Linked DNA regions of Lactuca sativa: region 1 is linked to region 2. Evidence: chromatin contacts called from public Hi-C data. All regions are on one chromosome and are shown on one strand. Each heading gives the region's core, a stretch centred on a gene start, on an enhancer-like site or on the middle of the called end of the contact. The rest is flanking DNA. Distances are from core to core; before and after follow the strand shown.

The links. Hi-C and Micro-C count contacts between places; a contact is called where the count stands out from the background.
Region 1: a Hi-C map of seed shows a contact between it and region 2, with 6 times the contacts expected there. The contact joins the promoter of LOC111889953 here to the promoter of LOC111889979 in region 2. A contact is called at or near these places in 2 of 4 Hi-C or Micro-C datasets (leaf and seed).

Annotation. Positions count from the first base shown.
Region 1 is chr6:80,902,411-80,908,391 of Lsat_Salinas_v11, reverse strand. LOC111889953 reads right to left here and starts at 3,014. Exons shown (of 1, transcript XM_023886107.3): 1 at 1,616-3,014. The coding sequence starts at 2,523. The coding sequence ends at 1,795.
Region 2 is chr6:80,576,978-80,582,478 of Lsat_Salinas_v11, reverse strand. It overlaps LOC111889979 (TATA-box-binding protein), which reads left to right and starts at 3,223. Exons shown (of 9, transcript XM_023886131.3): 1 at 3,223-3,504; 2 at 3,660-3,820; 3 at 4,090-4,177; 4 at 4,343-4,414; 5 at 4,548-4,598; 6 at 4,737-4,781; 7 at 4,857-4,949; 8 at 5,039-5,140; 9 at 5,224-5,492. The coding sequence starts at 3,744. The coding sequence ends at 5,298.

The DNA of each region.
Region 1 (5,981 bases), core at 1,765-4,264, 330 kb before region 2:
TCATATGCAAGTTTTCTTAATCTTTTGGATAAATTGAACAATCTCATCCAAAATCCATATATAAAATAAAAGCTTTAGGTTGAGACGATTGTAAAATTCACAATATGGAAACGACTTAGCCGCCCATATATAAATTGGATAGATCCAAATCCAAAATCATAATGTGAAAACAACTTAGCTATCCAGGTCAAAAATTTATTTTAGTTTTTCATTTTTCTCAAATATTCCACAGTTCCATCCCACAACTCCCTCCTCTTTATGACATCGTCCTTTCACCTCTCCAACTCCCACCGTTTCCATTTTTTTTCACTTTTTGCTTTCCGTTTCCCCAACTCCTACTATTTCAATTTGGTTAGTATTTCTCTGACATGAAACGACACATTTACAAGGTCTACATCATAACCCATTAACCCGATACGAACTCAACACAAAAATAAACGGGTTGATATAACATGACACATTAATGAAATGGTCGGGCTATGGTAAAGTTCTCTCAATATCACCTCGATACAAACTCGACGCGACACAACATGTTTGTCGGGTCTACCTGTCTAAGAAGTAAGTATCGAAATAGAAGTATCCAAATATTACATAAAGATAGTATCATACGCAATCTATGTCGATTATCATTGTACCCTCTTCTCTCTTAATATCTTATCATGTTGTTTGTGATGATTGTAATTTGTTTCTATTTCTTTTTTCCTTTAAAGTCATGGGCCAAGGTCGGTAAGAAAAACCAAACACCAACCGTGGGCTGTCCCTACTCTGTATGGATGGGGGATATGAGATGGAACCCCTCAGCCCCTCACCCATATTTGTCATGCATCACTGTTATGATCTTTATCTCAGTCAAACAAATCATGCGTTTTTTTCATTTAAAATGAAATAAAGATATAGGTTTCACTATTATTGCATAATAAAAAACAAACAAAACAAACAAAACAAACAAAAGGGTATCAACAGTCGACAAAAGTAAAACAAAAAATTTCAATTGATTGTGTATTAAAATTACATAACATTACAACTTACAAGTAAATTACTATAATAACCGCACATATAATAATATATTTTTTAGTCGCTTCTGTTTTAAAAACATACTTTTTATTTTAATGTTTAAATGGTTATATTATAAGTTCATAATCACATAAGAAATCAGATCCTTTATTTGATTATACGTTAAAACATAAATTGCAAAATATATTTTTAGCAATTTGCCGTAAAAGCTTGTGAAAGGGAAAGCAAAGATTTTATAAAATCTTATAAAAATATAAATATCCGTCCTCTTTATAGTAAATAGTAATGTACTGTATATGCCTTCTTGCAATTATCACATGATTACAAGGACAATATTGTAAAGATGTCAGCCTTCTCTTTTTTTCAAGCAAGAACACCAATAATATGATTTTCACTCATTTTTTCTTCAAAAATAATTCGAGAATGCAATGTTAATTGTGTTATAAAAATAAATACTCATACATGAGTAGGCTCTCAAGCTCAGAATATTTAAAATTTGTGGTATCCGTATGTAAACTACGATTACTGACTACACATAAAAATTAACCATAAAGTTATACATGTCAATAGTTTCAAGGTAGATGATCCTGAATCCTGAATATAAACATCAAAGGTTCTTACTTTTTTTCATCAAATTTGATAAGTATAACAAGTAAAAGATGCAGATTTCAGGGATCTGTTATTATGTATGTAGGTGAACAAGGAGACTTAAATAATAATATCAGCTCATGTTTATTCTATCTAAAGAGAAATCTAGCATAAGATTAAAAAAAAAGAAAATCATTTCTTGATTCTACGGATTCTTTTAGCACCCCATACCTCCAATCTTCCGGCTGGACATCCACATGGTGCTCTGAAAATAAGAACAGTTCGACCATTAAGAGGTGCCATCTTCTTCAACTCGGCTTCCAGCTCCTTGTGATCTTTTCCTAGTTCCAATGGCTTCACGCCATAATCTGTTGTTCTTCCTGATGATGAATACTTGACACACTCTTCAGACTCAAGCTGGATATCAAACTCAACAGCTTTACGCAACCCTTTACAATCTGGCTTTCCACATTTCCTTGATTTTACTTCGAGAATTTCCCAAGCGGCAATACTAGCTATCACTCCGCTGAAAGCTGCAACCAAACCAACAACATATGCAATTGGTGCATCTGATATTATATCTCCGATCACTTCAAAAACCAATGGGAGAATCTCAATTGCTTCATGATAGATTGTATTCATGTATGGTATGATTAGGAATCCGAGTGATCCTAATACGAGAATCAGCATAAGAATATCGAGCGCTGCAAAGGGGGATCGCTCGCAAAACGGATGATACAAAGGGTTTATTGAATTGGAGCTGGAATTGGAATTAGAATTGGAATTGGAACCATACTTCCTATTGTTCCGAGAGTGATTGTTGTTGTTATTCATCGTCGGTGTCATATTTTTGTGCTGTTCGAAGGCTCGGCAAAATTCAATCAAGCTACGGCAATCAACCATTGGTAATCTCATAGCCATTCGGATTCCGATCCCTATTTATTTTTATCTTAGCAATTTATATCTTCAATCTCGATCAATCTCAAATCCGTACTAGTGCGCCAATAAAGAATTTCCAATCTACCTCGAGATTTACAAGTTCACCTAATTTGACTAATCAAATGGAGATCTATAACGGGCAGACGCCAAACCAATCAACGAAGAACAGGCCAATCTTCAAAGAACAGAGCCGAATATGAACGCAAATCGATTAGATAACAATTCGCCATCATCGGTGAAATGATTGACCAAAAGGGCAAGGGGATGAAAAAACCACCATACAAACCAATCGCTAACTGAATCGAGATACGAGAGGACGATCGGAATCAGCGGAATTTGAGCTAGAAAACGTGAGGCGTGGATTATGAGGCGAGATTGTGATTGTGATTGCGAAGAAGGGATTAATGACGATGAAGATGATGACATTCAGTGGGAGATATAAACACGGCGAAGAATAATCCGTGGCTTAGTTACTAATTTGAAATGGCATATTTGGCCCCTAAAGTACCATTATTACATTTTTGCCTCGTAAATATTTTATTTCCTTTTATTACATATGAAAATGACAATACATCAATGCATCATGTTGATTTTTATTTTATTTTTTGCTTTTATTGTCATTGTGAAAATTTATTCCAGGATAAATATTCTGATTTCTTTAACATTCTGATGATAGACTTCATTCGTGCACATTTATAATGCATAAAGTGAAATATGTCATGTCATTCTAAAACATTGCACATGTGCACCTTAAAAACCGCCCATAATCATTTTGTTGGTAGTTTAGATCTTGTTAATTTGCTTCTTTAATTTATGTTAAACATTTGAACATGCACTAACACAGAATAAGTTTTTGAACGGAACACCTTTAAATTAGTTCTTACGCCTTGTTCCCGAGTTTTTTTTGTAAATTCATTAAAAGAAAGGGAAGAAAAATTTTGACTGAAAGAAAGGGAGGTGAAGGAAAATATTCAGTATTTTGTGTTCCCGAGTTCGAAGGAAATGAAAGGAAAGGAGAGGAAAATTTTTAGTTTTTGTGTTCCCGAGTTAGAAGGAAAAAGAAAATAAAACTTAAAATTTTTCTTCCCCTCACTTTCTTCCCAAATCCGCCCAATTTGGGAGGAAAATATGACTTCAAAATCCTTCCCCTCCCCTCACTTTCCTTCCATTAATGAAACTCGAGAACACGATTTTCTTTCGACACCCCTCACTTTCCCTCAGTATCCTCCCATTTCTCTCCTTAAGTAGAACTCGGGAACAAGGCGTTAAAGTTGGTCATTCAAATAATGACTTGTATGGGTAATTAATTTTGGTTTTTTTATACATTTAGTCACTAAATTTATTTGTATGCTTAATATACCATTGAAGTTGTTGAAACTGTAAAAAGAATACCAATATGACCGGGTATAGTGGGTTTTGCCTGTTTCCGACATCATTTCCGGCCAAATACGATTTTCCGACCAAATATGAATTTTCCGGTCATCTTCTCCGGCTAAACATGGTTTTCCCGACGAATGAATTTCTTGAAGGACACACCTTTTTCAGCCTTTTTTTGTGTGTGTGTGTGTGTGGGGGGGGGGGGGGGGGGGGGTATTATGATCAGGAACATGAAAACATGCAAATTTCAGGCTTCAAATTCAAAGCTTCATTTCAGATTTCGAGCTTCTTTTCAAGATAATTGATTTCCTTTGAAGATTTCAAACATGAACACAATTGATTTCCTTTGCAGATTTCAAACATGAACACTATTGATTTCCTTTGCAGAACTAATATGAGGCTTTATCCTTCTTCTCCCATACAAAATGGACAAGGAGACATCTCGATTTAGGGTTTTTTAGGAAAAGGAAACCATTGATTTAGGGATTTTTTGGGTTCTACATATGAACAGGAACATTTTTTGGGAGGGGGGTATTATGATCAGGAACATGAAAACATGCAAATTTCAGGCTTCAAATTTCAAGCTTCATTTCAGATTTCGAGCTTCTTTTCAAGATAATTGATTTCCTTTGAAGATTTCAAACATGAACACAATTGATTTCCTTTGCAGATTTCAAACATGAACACTATTGATTTCCTTTGCAGAACTAATATGAGGCTTTATCCTTCTTCTCCCATACAAAATGGACAAGGAGACATCTCGATTTAGGGTTTTTTAGGAAAAGGAAACCATTGATTTAGGGCTTTTTTGGGTTCTACATATGAACACAAGAACAAGTTATTGGTTCGTTTTTCAAATTCAAACTCGTTTTTCATTTGTGTATGGGTGTATGTTTGTCTCACACACGAATGAGCAAATCTGATTCAAGCTTATTTTTTGTTTTTCAACTTCAAGTACTTTTTTCGTTTTTCAGATTTAGTGTGTGTATGTGTGTCTACAAACACGATGAGCACATTTGAACTAAAAAAACTTGAACTTCAAAACTTGAAAAAACCATGGAAATCCTTAAATCCTTAAAAATATGAGATGGGTTTTGATGAACATAGATGAAGACGATAAAATTCTTAACAACTTGAAGATTTGTGTTCAAACAAAAACGTTTTTGAAAATCGTTCCAAGATGAAGGCAAATTCATCAGATTTCTGGTCTTGTGTTAGCTCATCAGATTTCTTATCTTATCTTGTTTAAGTTCATCAAATTTTTGGTGTTTGAGTTGAGTTCATCAATATATGTTCTTGAACAGATGAAGAACGCACAAACATGTTTGAGCCTCTGAAACAAACCCATTTCTTTATCTACATTTGGCCAGAAAACTCACGGTGGTTAGAAACTCGCTGGAGAAGACTATCAGAATGACATACTCGCCAGAAACCTTCAATACCTGGTAATAATGGTATTTTTTGAACACCTATTATCACACCCCCGGCCGAGGCGGTGGAACATGTCGGGTAGTGCCACTTAGTTTATGGATTACAGATAAACTGAATATATAGCACAAGTACAACAATAAACAAAACAACATTTGTATTTCATCTTGATGTTTTAATACATTGTTCTTACAAATAATAGTATAGTACATGAATTACCTTAAATAGATAGGCAGACATAACAAAAATAGTAAACAAGATAGCCTGGAATCCACGACTAATCCATCGTCTGAATTGCTTGATTATTGATTCCCTGAGAATACATGTAGTTTTGAGGGTCAACACAAGGTTGGTGAGAGTTACAGGTTTTCTGGTAACAGTAGTGATACTTTTAAAAAGTCTAAATGTATTTTATTTGTAAGTAAAACCATACTTAAGCCTGTGTTTATAATGAGTCTTTGAATAACCATTGGAAACCAAAAGATGTCTTTGCATAAGTAAATCCATAATTAAAATTGTGTTTGTAAAGAGTCTTTGAATAACTACTGAAAACCAAAAAAATTCTTCGCATACATAATCCATACTTAAAAATGTGCTTGAGAGAAACCAAATCCATGGTTTTGTAATGAGAGGGA
Region 2 (5,501 bases), core at 1,974-4,473:
GCTTTGTGCTGAAGGCCATCATACCCTATGAGCGGTTTGGGGAGACTACAGGCCCACGTGGCGGACCTGTCATGCCAAAGGCTCGGGATAGATTCAGATAGACTGTAGGCCCAGTAGGGCGGTCCAGTCAGGCCAATGGCCCAGTATGCATGTTGATTGATTGATTGTTACTGATATGGCATTCTCAGTGTGGTATTGGTATTTTGGAGGTAGCTCACTAAGCCCTCGGGCTTACATTTTTCAGTTATTTGTTTTAGGTACTTCAGAAGATCATGGCAAGGCGAAGGCATGACCGCGCCGCTCCTCATCCTTATGTTGTGATTTTGGGACACTCTGATGAATATTGATTTGAAAACACATTTTGTAAACAATGATATTTGATTTTTATTTATGATTTCAAAGTTTAAATTTGGCGTAAAATTTATGGATGTTACATTTTGTATGTATATATGTGCATGTCATTATATTAGAGTAACTTTCAAATTGTTTGTGCTCATATTCTCTTTGAATATTGGACCTTTCTTTGTACTCTATTACTTGTGATCAATCAAAGAGCTTATAAGTTTTATTTACATAATTGTTCAAACATTTTCTTCCACATTTACAATCTGTCATCTTGTTCTAAGATCTACCACATAGTATAATTATGGTCTTATCTGAATATGTTGCTCTAAATCTACAACAAATAACACAATGTACATAATCAACACAAAGAACAATATTAAGCTGAAAAGATTTACATAACAACTCAAAATGTGCTTTTGAATTTGAAGAATGTTGAAGGATGGGAAATGTGACCATTGAATCTTATTCAAATCTTTGAGAGCTTTGAACTATGGAATATTTGATCAGTAGGAGAGAATGAGAAGACATGTGTATTTGTCGACTTGATGTGAGAAAGAAAACCAAATATTGTTAATGGAAGTAGAAAGGTTGAACAATAAATTAAGGACACATATGGAAGTGGAAAGGTTTATATAATAATAAAAAAAAACATATCTTGTTTACCTTATTTAAGAAGCTTGCTAACACGGACACAACTAATGTCTACGTGGATAAAAGGAGTCCATGTCATCTATGCAAAGTCATTCAGTTTACCTTCTAACCGGTTAAAATCCCCATACATCCATTATTTAAAAGGTCATTTAAATGTTTATACACTTATAATGCACAAAAAAATTGATTAAGATTAGGGTAAATGACATTGTAGCTCATCGAACTTTTGGGTTTTGGTTTAAAAGGTCTCTGAACTTATTTTTTGGTTTTATGGGGGCATAAGGTGAGTTTTATCGGGTCTAAATGGTTAGTTTGGACAAAACGCAGGGGTAAACTGATTACCCTTATGTCATCTCACTTTGGACAACACCGACCTTATACCTCCACCATACAAATCAACACATACCAACACCCAAACATCGATTTTACATAACAAAAGGAAGAGGTGGGATGGGATTGTTTGTGGTTCATTTTGTGTTGCATCACACTCATATGCTAGCTAATAGGGAACTTATTACCTACACCATGGTTTATGTTCATCCATTTAACCTCAACCTAAAAATCAAGAAAAATAATTTTTTCATGAGAGAGGAGAAGGCAACAACAAGTTTTTCCCTTGCTCTTAATTCTTACAAATGATTGATGTTTAGTTTATAAGGGGGTGGGAGTTCTATTATCTTGAAGCTGCAGGAATATGTGACTGTGATTCAAGCAAAAAATAAAAGGAAATACATAATGTGATTTTGGTGGGTCTAGATTGATTGTTAAGAACGAAAAAGGGACAAATCATTTTGACATGTGTTTCATTGAGAATACATGGTGTATCAGTCGTTAGAGGTTAAAGAGACTTAAAGATCATGTCATAACCCACTTTATTTTATATAAAGCCAAAAAATAAATTCGGTTTGTTCACATCCTGGTAACTATTTTTTTTTTTTTTGTAAACATCTAGGTAACGAACTTTTTGGAAATGTTCATATATGATAATTATGACCTGCTGTAGCAGGTTACATCCAGTTATAATGGTCATATATGAATACTTCCAAAAAATTTGTTACCTAGATATGTACAAAAAATAGCTATCAAGATGTAAACAAACTGAAAAGTTAATTACGCTGACAAGTCAATTTTTTTCTTTTTTATTTTATCTTCTAATTTAGATTTAGTATAAAATTTAACCTAAATGGTAAATATTTTTAAAACCACACCATTTTGGTAAATACCTTTTTAAAATACGCTACTTTAGTAAAAAAAATCTCTAGATTTGACATGGAAAAAAAAACATCATCTTTTTATAAAAAAAATTTTGTTTAAGATATTAAATGTAAAATTTTAAATGTACTAGAGACTAAAAGTATCAAAAATTGAGACCAATAACATGAAGAACACCATCTTCAATGAAGTTTGATCCATGTATTATAGCAATTTAAAATACAAAAAATAAAAGTAGCTTTTATTTACATCGATAGCATTGCTCGTGTCTCGTATATATATAAGACAAGAGCAATGCTATTGATGTAGATAAAAGCTACTTTTATTTTTTGTATTTTACATAACAAAAGGAAAGAGATGGGATGAGATTGTTTGTGGTTCATTTTCTGTTGCATCACACTCACACGCTAGCTAATAGAGCACTTATTACCTACACCATGGTCCATGTTCATCCGTTTAACCCCAACCAAAAAACAAAGAAAAATAATATATTCATGAGAGAGAAGGCAACAACAAATTTTTCCTTGCTCTTAATTCTTACAAATGATTGATGTTCGGTTTATAAGGGGGTGGAAGTTCTATTATCTTAAAGCTGCAGGGAATCTGTGACTGTAATTCAAGCAAAAAATAAAAGGAAATATGTACTGTTGGTGGGTTTAGACGATTGTTAAGAACAAAAAAGAGCAAATCCTTTTGACATGTGTTTTATTGAGAATATATGGTGTATCGATCGTTAGAGGTTAATGAGACTAAAAGCTCATGTCATAACCCACTTTATTTTCTATAAAGCCAAAAAAGAAGTTTGGTAACCTGTTAAACAAAACTCCAAAGATTGATACCTAGATATATAAAAAAAAATATCCAGATATATACAAATCAAAAAATTAAATTAAATACCTTAATAAATCAATTTCTCTACTATTTACTATATACAATTAACAATTTAATACCCACGAACGCGTTGACTAAACAGGGGTATTTATGGCATGATATAAAAGACATCCAAAGCCGCCCATAGACCCAACCCTTGCTTCCCATATCGTTCATTCGTTCAGTGCTTCTCATCCCCCTTCCTCTATATATCCCCCTTCGAATCTCCCTTACCTATATAAACATCTACTCCTTCAAATTCCTACCCGCCTTACATCAAATCATCTGCAACGTTCGTCAATTCTCAGTCTCCTGCGTTTCCCATTGATTTTAATTTTGAACCCATCTCGGAATTTCCAGAAACCCTAATCTAAGATCCCACATTCGAAGAGGGTGGCCGGATAGTTAAAGAATCACTACTTTCTGGTCTGTAATTGGGAGATTATTAATAGTCTGTATGTTGTAGATTTAATTTTACATTAGTAGCATCTGTCAATCAAAGAATTAGTGAATTGTGAAACTAAAATATCTTCGAATACGGGTTTGGGAAAGTTGGTTTATGGCGATGATTCTTTTTGTAGGACTAATTTGATTGGGAAAAGGTTCATTCGCTGAAGGTGTTGATTGAACTGTAGAGTTAGAGAAGGGATAAGGAGGAGGGTTTGATGGCGGATCAAGCGCTTGAAGGGAGCCAACCGGTTGATCTCATCAGACACCCATCTGGAATTGTCCCTACTCTTCAGTAAGTTCTTAATTGATTCTTCTTTGGTGAGAACAAGTAGCATCAGTCATGTTTCTGATAGTCTATACCAATATAGACACATCAAGTTAAACAAAATCATAAAAAAGTGGTCTTAGTATGCATTTTACAATGCTTTTTATATCCACTCATTATACGTCTTGATTTTGTATCTACTAATGGACTTGTGTAACCCCCCTTTTTCTTAAGAGCATTGAGAATAGCAACATCCTTTCGTTATTTTTACAATGTTTTTTTATATATATTTGTAGAAACATAGTGTCTACTGTCAATCTTGACTGCAAGTTGGATTTGAAAGCTATAGCATTACAAGCTCGAAATGCAGAATACAACCCTAAGGTATGTAGTATTTGTTAATGTTGAAATCAAATATTGCTCCTTTCTGTAGAAATTACTTATGAATGTTTTAATCACAGGTGAAGAAATAATCATAAAAATCTGATACCCTTTTTCCTCCAGTTAAAAACATTCACTTATTGTTGTTTGTGTATGTACTCCATCCAGCGTTTTGCTGCTGTTATTATGAGGATAAGAGAACCCAAAACTACAGCATTAATCTTTGCTTCTGGGAAAATGGTAACTTTTTATTCTAAATTTATATTTTATTATCAAGCAAATATTCTTGTATCTAATTAGTATCTTGTTATTTCCCTTTTATTTTGGCTGTTTTTCTTCATATTCATATGGATATCGTACTTTGTTTCTTCAGGTTTGTACAGGAGCTAAGAGTGAACAGCAATCAAAATTAGCAGCAAGAAAGGTACATGAGGATTATTACTATGATCTTTTTATAAAAAAATCATTTTTTGGAGATAAAGGCTAAATCAATCATATAGTGTTACTATTTTCGTTTTTTTTTCTCTTTTATTGTATGCTTAAAGACTTGATTCTTGTCCAGTATGCCCGAATTATACAAAAGCTTGGTTTCCCAGCAAAATTTAAGGTAAAACTTAAACAATCTCATATATTTCATATTATTCAAAAAAAAATTAATGAAATATTTTGTTTAATTTTTTAGGATTTCAAGATCCAGAATATAGTTGGATCATGTGATGTGAAATTTCCAATTAGACTTGAAGGACTTGCATACTCTCATGGTGCTTTCTCAAGTGTAAGTTTCTTTTTTATTTGTTTCTCTAATCAAACTCAACTTATTTTAAATAATTATTTTTTATTTTTTATTTTTTTATTTTTTTGCAGTATGAGCCGGAACTGTTTCCTGGATTGATTTACCGTATGAAGCAACCTAAAATCGTGTTGCTCATTTTTGTTTCTGGGAAAATTGTTCTTACTGGAGCTAAGGTGTGAGATTTTAATAGTTTATACATACATATATATATTTTTTATTTTATTTTTATAACTTTTTTTATGGTGTTTTATTGTAGGTTAGAGAAGAGACATACACTGCCTTTGAAAATATATATCCAGTGCTAACAGAGTTTAGAAAGAATCAACAGTAGTGTATGGGAGTGAGAGAATTCAATTTGTGTTTGGCTTTTATGCCAATTTATTCGTCGATTGAACAAATATATCACCCAGAAGAATTTTGAATTTTGTGGCTTTTTAAGTAGGGATTTTAGACAATTTTGAGGGTGGTTTTGTTTAGCTTGAAAACAATAACATGAGTTTTATAGAAAAGTTAGTTAGTACCTCTCGTTTAATG